2 separate regions of the Rattus norvegicus genome follow, and region 1 is linked to region 2. A link is a contact called in public Hi-C data. All regions are on one chromosome and are shown on one strand. Each heading gives the region's core, a stretch centred on a gene start, on an enhancer-like site or on the middle of the called end of the contact. The rest is flanking DNA. Distances are from core to core; before and after follow the strand shown. Region 1 holds the start of Ppm1l (protein phosphatase, Mg2+/Mn2+ dependent, 1L). Region 2 holds the start of Kpna4 (karyopherin subunit alpha 4).

Evidence for each region. A called contact is a pair of places that touch in the nucleus more often than the background predicts.
Region 1: a contact with region 2 is called in a Hi-C map of Schwann cells, with 2.6 times the contacts expected there. The contact joins the promoter of Ppm1l here to the promoter of Kpna4 in region 2. A contact is called at or near these places in 3 of 12 Hi-C or Micro-C datasets (Schwann cells, frontal cortex and mammary epithelial cells).

Annotation. Positions count from the first base shown.
Region 1 is chr2:155,873,460-155,879,376 of GRCr8, forward strand. Ppm1l (protein phosphatase, Mg2+/Mn2+ dependent, 1L) reads left to right here and starts at 3,146. Exons shown (of 4, transcript NM_001107681.3): 1 at 3,146-3,590. The coding sequence starts at 3,192.
Region 2 is chr2:155,687,615-155,693,712 of GRCr8, forward strand. It overlaps Kpna4 (karyopherin subunit alpha 4), which reads right to left and starts at 3,137. Exons shown (of 17, transcript NM_001014793.1): 1 at 3,066-3,137. The coding sequence starts at 3,134.

The sequences.
Region 1 (5,917 bases), core at 1,896-4,395, 190 kb after region 2:
TAGCTCAGTTAGTTTATTGCTGAGTTCTTTGTACTGTGCAGATGAAGTCCTTATACAATATGCATTTTACACTGCCTCTTTCTTTCCTGTGGAATTTAGAAAAAAACATTTTCACTTAAGCAACAGGGTTTTTAGGTAGAGTACACTTTACTTGTATTTGTGTTAGGTACTGATCGAGGTTTGTCCCAAATCTGTGTCATTAGACTCCATTGTTGCTGTTGAGATTTCTGTAACAAAGATTGACCGAAATGTCATTAGATAAATATAAAATTATACTGACCATCTTCGTGTCACTGGAAATTAGTGGATGCTAGAGTACTACATAATCAGAATTGCGTTCAGTTTCTTCTTGGCTACATTTGGTGTCTTTTGGCTTTAACCTTCTCATTTCATAAATACAGATAATAACTTTCTCTCTTCACTAGCAGATTGTTGTATGGATGGGAACAGATACATATAGATCTGTTTAGATCTTTATACATATAAACCCTTTGCAGCCAGGTGTGGTAGGACACACCCTTCATCCCAGCAGTCGGGAGGCAAAGGTTCAGAGATAGCCTGGTCTATACATTGAATTCCAGGCCAGCTAAGGCTATACAGAAAGACCTTCTCTCCAAAAACCAGAAGAAGCAAAAGTGAACTTGGCATCAGTGGAAACGGTTTTATTATTTTCCCAGCATTTTCAGCTTACAGTAAAGAATAACAAATGCTTATTCAGGCATTAAATATTGTAAGTTACATGAAATTTCTCAACAGAAATAAGAAAACGCCTAGAGGGTCTTTTTAAAACCTGTTCTTGATTTTTACACAGATGAGCCCCTTGGAAGTAAATGTCACAGCAGAACATCACAGAATGTAAAAATGTCTAACTTTACTACTTAATTCATGGAATCAAGCCATTGTAGTAACCATGCTTACTTTGCTTTGGGGAAACAAATCACATACCTAGTTGTGTCTTCTCTAATCCTAGTACTTGGAATGCCGAGTTCAGGCAGAGGACCCAGAGGACCTTTGGGCTTGGAATTTTACCACTAGTGACTTCTTGGGAGGCCAGACTCATCCTTATCAGTTTATCTACAAAGTGTGTTTGTTGGAGGAAACACAGTTGTATGGAAAACTAAGAATGCACCTCGGATGTGCTGTTATTATCCTCTCAAATTACAGTTCTTAAAGAATTTTTCGTTTCTTATCTAATTTTGGAACCTCTTGAATGTTGAATGAAATGACCCAGTTTGTTTAAACTAATAGTTTCTCAATCAGGTGGACAATATTGAAAGCCATAGCCATAATCATATACTGAAGACCATATCCTAGTTAACAGTTCCTCATGTTCCTTTCCTATTGGGGTCAGATTATTTAAATACTTAAGCGTGCTTTTTTGTCGCTGTTGGTAGGGAAGTCTAGGTTGCTAGGAAGAAACTTTAGCCGTTATGGAAAATAGACAAAAATCTGAAGATAATGTAAATTGCCTAGTTACTTTAGTTGCCAACTGTGAACATTTTGCTTTATTTCATTGCAGTAATTATACTTTATATCTCAAAACATAATTGGGATCAAAAGAAGTGTTTGGGGGACGCGTTGGCTGGGAGGGTATCAGGAGGTCCAGTGGATCAGCACCGTTCTTCGTGGACAGGGGTAGAGGGAATGGAAAATTTCCCCTAAAGACCACTTGTTTCATATTCTAGGCGACCAGTCCTCGCCCACATTTCAAGTTATTCTGCTGAAGTCCACCTTTGCTTACTCAAATTCCCACCCCCATCTTCGGCGGGGATTGAGGAGGTGGTTGTCGCTTCCAAGCCTCCAGAGGACTTCTAACCTGAACCATGGGCACAGTCGCTCGCTGAGGGACACTCCATGTCTCCTCGGAAGAGTGGTCACCAGCACAGTCCCTGTCTTCAGAGGCCAGCCCTTCCTGGACCTCCCGCCTTTGTCATTACAAGTCTAGCTTCCGGTTCTGGGATACCCGGTTCTGCAGTCAGAGAGACATAGTTGTTGGGGTCCGGGTCCAAATCCTGCCTCTCGGGAGATCCTGGCGGGTCTCTGTGGGAGTGGAGACTGCCTCGGGTGGCCGAAGTAATCACTCACTTTCGAGTCCCGAGCCGGGAGAAATATGTCCCATCTCGCTAGCCCTACGAAGGGCCTGGCGTGGACCGTACCATTGTGTTACGTGCCGGAGGGGGAGGCGCTCAGGTACAGCTCCCGGCTCCACAGCGAGCAGCCGTGCCGCCCAAGAAACTAACATTCAGTGAACTCACGTCATTGTCTCATTGTTCCCGGAAGCCGGCCTCCAACGCAGAATTGACAATCCGCTAGATCTGGGCCTCTGGATTCGCCGCTCACCCCCGCGGTTCTCCCCGACCCGCCTGCTGCCCACGTGCGCCCGGGAGAGCTCCTTCGGGCTCCTAGCGGGGTGAGAGCCGTACGAGGTCTGGAAGCGCCGCTCTCAGGGCTGGGCGGGGCGGGGCGGGGCGGGGCGGGGCGAGCGCGAGCGGAGCCGGGAGCTTCCGAGCGGAGCCGAGCCGAGCCGAGCCGAGCTGCGAGGTGCCGGGGAGAGGCAGGCAGAGCCTGCCGGCGGCTCCGCACCCATCGTGCTGCGTTTCCCGGCTCGGTGTCCCCCTGCCTTTGCCCAGGCACCGGCAAAACTTTTATTGTCTCGGGGACCCCCCTGGATGTGTGACGAAATCGCAGCGTTCCGCTGTCTCGTCCCCAAGCTCGCCTGCAACGGCGATCGAGGGAACGTGCAACCCTCGCAGCCGGGCTCTTGCGCCCTGCGCTTCCTCACCTGCCGATCGCTCCCGGGAACTGCGAGGGGGGGATCCCCAACGGGACCGCGCGGGCAACGGCACCCCGAAATCCTGTTCACCGTTGCTGAGCGGCTCGGCGCAACTTTAACTTGATTCCTGTCGCCCACCCGCGGTACCCGCGGCGGCCGCCGCCGCCGCCGTCGCTGCGGTCTCACAAAGAGCGCGGGGAGGGAAGGCGGCGCGGGCGGCGGGCACGGGCCTTCGGGCTGCCCAGACAAAAGGGAAACTGCCATCATTCTGGACGACTGTTGGGGGCCGCCGTGGGTTCATCCTATTGGCCCGGGCTGCCTCTCCGCCTTGGTCCCCGCGGGCTGTGCCCGCAGTACTCGGACCCCGCGAGCTGCGGGGCGCGCGTTGCTGCTGCTGGTCGGGCTCTAGGGATAATAAATGATAGAGGATACAATGACTTTGCTGTCTCTGCTGGGTCGCATCATGCGCTACTTCTTACTGAGACCCGAGACGCTTTTTCTGCTGTGCATCAGCTTGGCTCTGTGGAGTTACTTCTTCCACACGGACGAAGTGAAGACCATCGTCAAGTCCAGCCGGGACGCGGTGAAGATGGTGAAGGGCAAGGTGGCCGAGATTATGCAGAACGATCGTCTTGGAGGACTTGATGTGCTGGAGGCCGAGTTTTCCAAGACCTGGGAATTCAAGAGCCATAATGTTGCGGTGTACTCCATCCAGGGCCGGAGAGACCACATGGAAGATCGCTTCGAAGTTCTAACGGATCTGGCCAACAAGACGCACCCGTCCATCTTCGGAATCTTTGACGGTCACGGCGGCGAGGTAGGAGTTCTCTGGGTTTATGTGTGTGTAAATAACCAGGCGTCTAGTGCGTGGCGCGGGTCGGATCTGGGCGAGAGGGGCGTGGTGATGACAAAGGCGAGTGAAGTTCCCAAGACCCTGCCAAGGAATTCTTGGATACGAGAGCGTTCAGTTTAGCCGAGAGACACACACTGGATATTCCGTGGCATTTTTAATATAAAGTTCCCAAGGTCAGAGGCCAGTTAATAACTGCTAGTTTTCCGGGGAGAATGAGTAATAGATGCAGTGAATTTTATCACCGGGCCTCAGTGTCCCGATTCTAGAGTTCGAGGCGGGTTAAGGAAGATAGTGTCTTCCGTGTACCCCTAAGGGAAGAAGCCTGCACCAGTTGGGTAGATCCTGTGAAGGAAGCTGTGACTTATATTCCCTTCGCGCTAGGGAAGGACTCCCTAGCTGCAACGCTTCTTTTCAACTCTGCCAACTTTGCTAGAGCAATCGGACCGGGGACAGGGTGCCTCGCTGGTGGTGGGATTTGGTTGCCTAGCCTTTGCAGAGGTGGCTGTACGCGCAGAGCCGGCGGTAGCCACACCTGACCTCTGTGCGGTGGCCAGCTTGGGGATACTGATGTCCTCTTCCTTCTATAAGCCTCTGTTTGGGGTTTATCTGGGAGCAGGAAATAGGCTAAAGCCCGCTATAGGTCGTACTGGCTTATTTCTGTGACATTCGACACTCTGGGCGTGTGGAGTCTCAGGTTTCCCAGAGGTCCTGCCCTTGGCCTTCTGCCCAGAGGAAGTGAGTGTTAAAATGTGTCTCCAGAGCAACTCCTGACATCTGCCTCAGTTGGACACTTGTAACTGTTGCATTGCTTCACGCTTCCCTACGTCTTTCTTGGCAGTATTCCTTTCTCCCTTTACCCTCCCTTCCTCTTCCTCTTTCCTTCGCAGTCTTACGGTTCTTCAGCTCCTGGATGGGTTCCAGGGAGCTGTGTTTACTTGTTCTTGGTCTGAGGAAGCTTTCAGTTGGTTGTCTTATCTGTGCTCTCCACTCACCGTTTGCAAATGTTGCCCAGGTACAGTGAGAATACCAAACATTTCAAACATTTGGAAAACTTAGGTGATAAGACTGGAATTAATCTTTAAACAAACAAACAAACAAACAAACAAAGGGGTGCCCTTTGCCCATTTATAATGTGTTCTTCAGAATGAAAGTTTCTCATTCATTGTACTTTTGTAGTCTCAGGATGGTTTGGAGTTCTCCTCCCCTTGGCCACAGGATAGCTCAAAGACAGGAGGCTAATTGAGATAGGAGACACTGCAGAGTGAGCAAAAAGATACCAATTACTAAGGGTGGCTGTTTAATGACGGAGTCATAATGTCATTTTATGTGCCTAGACTCAGTGGGGGGGAAGCAAGCTGTGAGCCTCTCCCCTGTAAATAATTTAATAAACATAGTTATTATAAATCTGCAGTAGAACAGTTGCAGATAATCTGCTTCTGGCTTTTGAAAGCACACCTTTGGAAGTTTCGATGGAATAGCAGTGTTGTAGAACACCGGGCAGTGTAGAACACTAAATGTGACATTGGCACTTGCACTCGATTGAACGATTACATTTGTCTGCAGAGCGAAAAGTTTCAGCTGAAACGTTCCTAGCAGTGTCTGGATAAATACGCTGCCCTGGAAAGGCTGCAGTGGACACTTTCCTTTAATTCAAAGTGTTTTCCACTTTCACTGCACACATCTAAATAAGTGTTAAGTGAGAAGGTGACCACTATTAGCCAAACCGTGAAATGCCTTTTATGGTGCCTAACGTTCAAATTCTTGCTGTTTGCAAAATAGTTAACATTATCAATTCTCACAAAAATAGAGTAGCTGTAGTTTCTCCTCCAATCAGGTGCAGTCAGGTAAGTGTCTCTGCATTTGTTTTACCTGAAGAAAGAAAAAAATCGGGAGTTCTATAAATGTGCTATTGGGATGGTGATAGTAACAGATACTGCTGAGTGACTTCTCTCTTGCTTTTTTTCTTTTTTTATTCTCTTGTTACATCGTTTTAAGGCAGTCCCAGCATCTAGTTCCTGCCATTTGTGTTCTTGGTTCCTTTAGCATTCACCAGAGGAGGGTGCCACTGCGTGATATATCTATATCTATAGGTTGAGATATATATATATATATATATATATATATGTGTGTGTGTGTGTGTGTTTATATATATATATGTATATATATATATGTTGATAGTTACAGCCTCTCAGAAAAGGTGCCTTTTTCTGGATGTAAGTACACATACATGGCCATACACAACACAGAGGTTAAATGAGTTGTATTTTTTTTTCCCCCCGGAGCTGGGTACC
Region 2 (6,098 bases), core at 1,887-4,386:
TATAACACAATGCAGAAACTATCTGGAGGGGGAGAAAATGTACATACAGGCTTTGGAAAGATTCAGGCAGGAAAGTAACAATACAACAAACAGACTGTCTAGAAGTAATAAAAGATGTTTCTGTCTCATTACAAGAACTCATCATTTCTAGAAGCTTTTGTTTTCTTTTGTGGTATTGAGGATCAAACCCAAGGCATTGTACATACTATGATTTACAAGTGAACAACACCCACTTATGTGATCTTGAGTAAGTCACAGAAATAATTTTTAGTCACATCATATTTATAGGTAGAAAAATGAAAATATTCTAATTTCTAATGCACATACATGGATCCAGTCATTAGATAGTGGCTACCGACATAATATCAAAATATGTCTAATATGCATTTATACCTAACTTTAAGTCACCTATCATAGTAGCCAGGTAGATTCAGTATTTATTAGTCTGTAGTGGCAAGAAATACATAGTAAGGGTAATATCGTGTGTATGTGTTTGTGTTTGTGTTTGTGTATTTGTCAGGTAGTCACAAAAACTTAAAACAGGGTGGGGTGGCACATGCAATCCCAGAACTTGGGAGGGAGAATCAGGGATAATGCCAATAAAATATAGTATTTAGGAGGATAAGGGAGAAAGATTGAGAGTGTAAGGCTATCCTGGGCTACAGCTACATAATGAGACCTTGTCCAAAAAAAAAAGAACAAGAGGGAGGGGTGGAAAGGGAGAAAGTAAGTCTGGTAACCCTATAAAACGTTAGATGTAAAGTTCCAGTATCATCTAGCATTCTAGGTTTGTAACCAAAAGAAGTAAACATGTTACACAAGAATGTGTATATAAATGCTTATACCAGTAATATATACCTGATAAAAAGGGTTAACCACAGTTCCATAGAGATGAACACATATAAACACAATGTGGTATAACTATAGGCAAGCACATTATTCAGACCTAAGAAACATTCTTGTTACAGTATGGATGAACCTTCAAGTCAGGTAGCCACAACATATCATAAAATGTACATTCTATTTACATGAAGCATTCAGAATAGGCAATCAAAACATTGTTTTGAGCTGGAGTAGCTGAGAAAGAATGACTTATATCAGGGGTTCTTTAAAGAGCAGTAAATATTTGGAGATTTGACTTAGGTGTTGATTGTGCAACTATTTAAACACATTAAAAACGACTTTATGGACTGGAGAGATGGGTCAGCAGTTAAGAGCACTGTGCTCTTCCAAAGGCCCTGAGTTCAATTCCCAGCAACCACATGGTGGCTCACAACCATGTGTAATGGAATCAGATGCCCTCTTCTGGAGTGTCTGAAGACAGTGACAGTGCACTCATACATACAATAAATAAATCTTTAAAAAAAAAACCCAAACACTTTATCTGGGTGAATTGTATAGCATGTAAATCACATTTCAAGGAACCTGTTAGAAATAGGAAGCAAAAGAATTAGATTGGTTGGCTACCTGATATTTTTCTGAAATTTCTAACTTTGCAGTATTTATCAGTTTTATATTTCCTAACTTGTGATTTTCCCATTCTAAATATTTTTATTAGTAAAAATAAATCAGCATTGTTCAACATACAAATTTAATGACAACTATGAATTATACATTTAAAAAGTTGGCTTCTGTTACATATAAATTACTCCAATAAAAATATTAAATTTGGGAGCTGAAGAAATGGTTCAGTGGTTCAGTTCTAAGCACCCACATAGCAGCTCACAATTGGCTGTAACTCCACTTCCAGGGGATGGGCCACTGTCCTCTGGCCTCCTTGGACACCAGGCACACACATGGATGCACACACACACATCCGGACAAAACACCCCTATACATAAAATAAATCCAAAAAAATTATTTTAAAAATTTCTTTCACTATAAAAAATGATCACAAAGCTTCATTAACCGTCAAACGAGCTCTGGGAACACACACCCTGGAACATACAGTTCTAACTACTGCAATAAGCTAAAACAGTGCAAACTACATTAAAAGACTGAATGGCATTGGGAAAAGTAAACAAAAGTTGCCATCTCTAGCCCGCAAATGCTCAAGTTCAGAAACGGACCACAGCAGTCTGAAGATCAGTTACAAGAACACATGGGGATAAGAAGCTAAACTCTAAGCTTAGAACGCCTTGTGTTTTAAAAAATAATTCCCTATGTTTAAAAAAAAAGTCACAATGGAAAGAAACTGTGTGTTTAATACATCGAACCTTGGAAGTAGCTGTGTCTATGACAACGAAGCCTTCTTTTCCCTTTTAAAATAATACGTGATGGTGTCAGTCCACAGCCTACCCGATTCCTCACTGCCATCACCACCAGGAGGTGGAGGGAAAGAATACTGAAGACTAGAGGATGACAGCTTTGAATAACCCTTTGGGCTTTCTATGTAAGAATGCAAACTGGTGATCTCTTCTCCGAGAGGAGTAAAAAGATCTGTGGACAGGCTCAAATAAGGGGTTGGGGATAGGCGATCCTTTGACTGGAAAAGGGCACATCGTGAGCTACATCTTGAATCAGCTAGGACCAGAGTGAAACCCAGGCCGCTGGAAGGCACTGCTAGCATCACCAGGACCCCCGCGAGAGGCGGGGGTGCTTTTTTTTTTTCTTTCCAGCGGAGAAGTTGACTCCTGTAGTTTGGACGTTGGAGTAAAACCAGAGTCGGGGTGATTAGAAAAACCTCCTGAACGTGGAAGCGTCTTAGGCCCTGAGAAGTTACGAGGTCGCCGCTCGCTCCCCCATCGCCCTCCGCCCGCGACGCTTGGCGTCGGGGCCGGAGCAGAGCCGGAGCTTCCGCCGCTGCTGGGCCTCCGCCGCAGCCGATATTCCGGCCGCCCGCACTCGTGTCTGGCCGGCTCGGCAGAACAGGCCTAGGCCGCACCCGGCGGGCCCGGGCGCTGTCGCCGGCGGAGGCGGAGCAGGCCCGGCACAAACTTCCCGGCGCGGCGCCCGCGTCACGGCCGCTCGCCCGCCCGCCCAGCGCCATGCCGGCCGCCGCGCCCGCCCGACTCCGTACGAACCCCGCGTCCCGCCGGGGCCGGAGGCCGCAGACCCCACTGTACCTCCAAGTCGCGGCCTTTGTTCTTAAAATTCTTGAGCCGTTGGTTGTCCAATTTCTCGTTGTCCGCCATGGCCGGGCCGGCGACTCTCCCCCCCCGCCCGGGCCCCGCGGGATCCGCCCCAACCACCGCGCCGCACCGACGCTCCCAGGAAGCCGGCCGCCGCCTGCGCCGCCCGCCCGTCCGCTCCCTTCCTCTCGCCCGGCCTCCCCGGCCTCCGCTCCTTGGCTGCCCTCGCCTGCCCTGAGCCCGGGTACCACAGCAGCTCTGGCGAAGACGACTGCGGGGCCGGCGGCGGCAACGGCGGCGGAATGTGCTGCCGGCTGAGAGGGGGAGGCAGCCTCGATCTGAGGGCCCGGCTTTGCGGCCACGCCCATCGTCGCCAACCCGGTCCGCCTATTGGCCGGCCGGGCTCCGGCGTGCTTGGCCAATCAAAAGGGGCGATGGAGAGCGGGGGCGGAAGAGCGAAAGGAAAGGGGAAGGGAGAGTCTGGGGCAGGAAAGGGCCGGGGCGCAGAGGCTTGGGAGGGGAGGGGCCGCGCGCCAAGGGAGAAACCGGAGGCAGCCAAAGAGAAGCAGACCCGGGAGAGGGTGGTCCTGGGGAGGGTATAGTGGTCCTGGTTATGGTGGTACGATTGTCCGGGTAGCCTTGGGTACTGGGGTTCTGAACTTCGTTCTTTTCTCCTCCGGTGTTACTTGAGCGCTTCATTCACTTTGGAAGGCAAAGAGGTGTGTCTAAGCTCCATTCCGAGTCCTAAACCCTGAGTCCTGTCCAGGGAACTGCGAACCATCCTAGGGCTAGGCATCGGGACTAGGACTGGCTAGGGCGATGTGCATTCAGAAAACTGAAGGGAAAACTAGAGGGACCGGGTAGGAAAAGGAAAGGGGCCTCTGACCAAGTTCCTGCAACAGGTAGAAACTAATTGCCTTTTTGGCCAGTTTCTCTTGGAAAATTAAACTGCTTGATCACAAAGTATTAATTTATAGAGAATGACGACTATGATCCTTGACATAGCAAATGCAACATTGTGACTCTTGATAAAGGAAGTTAATCCCAAAGATACCTCTTAACCAGGAACATTGTAACCAAAGGCGGAAGTAAAACAGATACAAAAAAGCCTCTCAAATTTTTCAGAAGAGCTCCGGACTGGTGACGCGGTTTGTAATCTTAGCTACTGGGCGTGAGGAGGAGCAGTTAAAGAAGTATCCCAAGAGCAAGGCCAGCCAGACCAAGAGTCCAAAGCCACTCTGAGCAGTTTAGTGATACTCCCCCTCTCCTCTCCCGCATTCATGTCAAGATAAAAAATAGAGCTACAACTCATTAGAAGGGGCTAATTATGCTGGAGGCTCGAGGTTCAGAAAAGAGTGAGGAAATGCTTTCAAAATTATATTTAAGCTGAGCATGGTGGTCCATACTTTAAACCTAGCAAAGGCAGGTGAATATGAGTTTGAGGCCAACCTGAGCTACATCATAATACTCTGTCTAAAAACAAACAAACAAACAAACAAACAAACAAACGAATTTGTGTTCATTTACCAAATATTAGTTCCTCAAATGTGTGTGATTTTCTGAAGCAGTGGCAATTCGGAGTCAGAAGGAACGAGGAAGCTAAATGTGTTTGAACTTTGCAAAAGACCCTATTACAAAACCCCTTGGGAACTTTTGGCTTCTGGTTCTTTCTGGCATATTTTGTTTGGGCAGAAATGAACGTTTAGGGTGCAAATATTTCATAAACACGTTTAAAGTCAAAGGAGGGTGTTTTTTTAAAAGTATAATACAAAGACAATGGATTAGACAGGATAAAGTTCTTTCGGGAATGAGGGATAAAGAGAACCACAGGATAGGAGTCTCTTGAAGATTAGTTATAATGGGAGGAATGGTGGAAACTAAACCCTTTAGATACAGAGTAATGCCTTTCAAATAGTCTTTGGTATTTTGCATACTTTCTGCTGGCCTTGGCAAACAAACTCTTTGGAAGTAATTCACACCAAAGGTTAATTTGAATGTAAGTTGAATTCAGAACTTAAAATTCAGACGAAGTTCATTTTGTGTGGGTGGTATGTAGACATATTTCGGTATACACATCTTTGTGCAAATGAGGACAGAGAAAGAGGTCCCACATTGGGCTGGAGAGGTGGCTCAGTGGTTAAGAGCACTGACTGCTCTTCTATAGGTCCTGAGTTCAAATCCCAGCAACCACCTGGTGACTCACAACCAATGAGTAATGAGAGCTAATGCTCTCTTCTGGAGTGTCTGAAGACAGCTACTGTGTACTATATATAATAAATAAATCTTTAAAAAAAATGAGGTCTCACATCGTTACTACTCTCCACCCTATGGCCCTGAGACAAGGTTTCTCACTGAACCAGAAGCTCATCATCTAAGATGAACTGCCTTGTCCACTTGCCTCCACCTCCCAGTGCTGGCCTCCCAGTGCTGGGATCAAGCATAGACGCCTGCACTGGCTTTGCTGTGGAACTAACTCAGGTCCCATACTTGGGGACTCTCTCCCTCATATATTTTTATACTCCAAAGATTGATTTAGTTGAAATAATACTGGATTTACATGCTGGGCACTAGTATATTTTAAAATATAACTAAACCAGTTAATAGTTGTGTATGCTATAGTCCCCAGATGTAGGAGACTTGGACAGTAAGCTCCAGAATTCTGAAGCCAGTCTGCAGACACTTGAGAGATCCTGTGTCTGAAAGAAAACACATGAGATCTAAGTGTGGTAAACCATACCTGTGATGTCAGCACTTGGAAATATATGAGTCTGAGCTCTCTGTGAGACTAGGTTACAGAGCAAGAGCCTGTTTCAAAAATAAAATGAAAGAAGGGAAGGGTGGGTTTAGGATAAGAAAATTTTGGTGTAAAGAGGAGAGAGGGGGGGTGGGTTGTCCTAAGGGTTTGTGATTATTTGAGCAAAACAAGAATGGCACATAGTATTATTAAGTAAAGGGAAGAATCCATTGCTAGATCTTACTAAATTATAGTTTATATTCGTTACAGTTGCGCTGGTTTTTTGAAGAGAG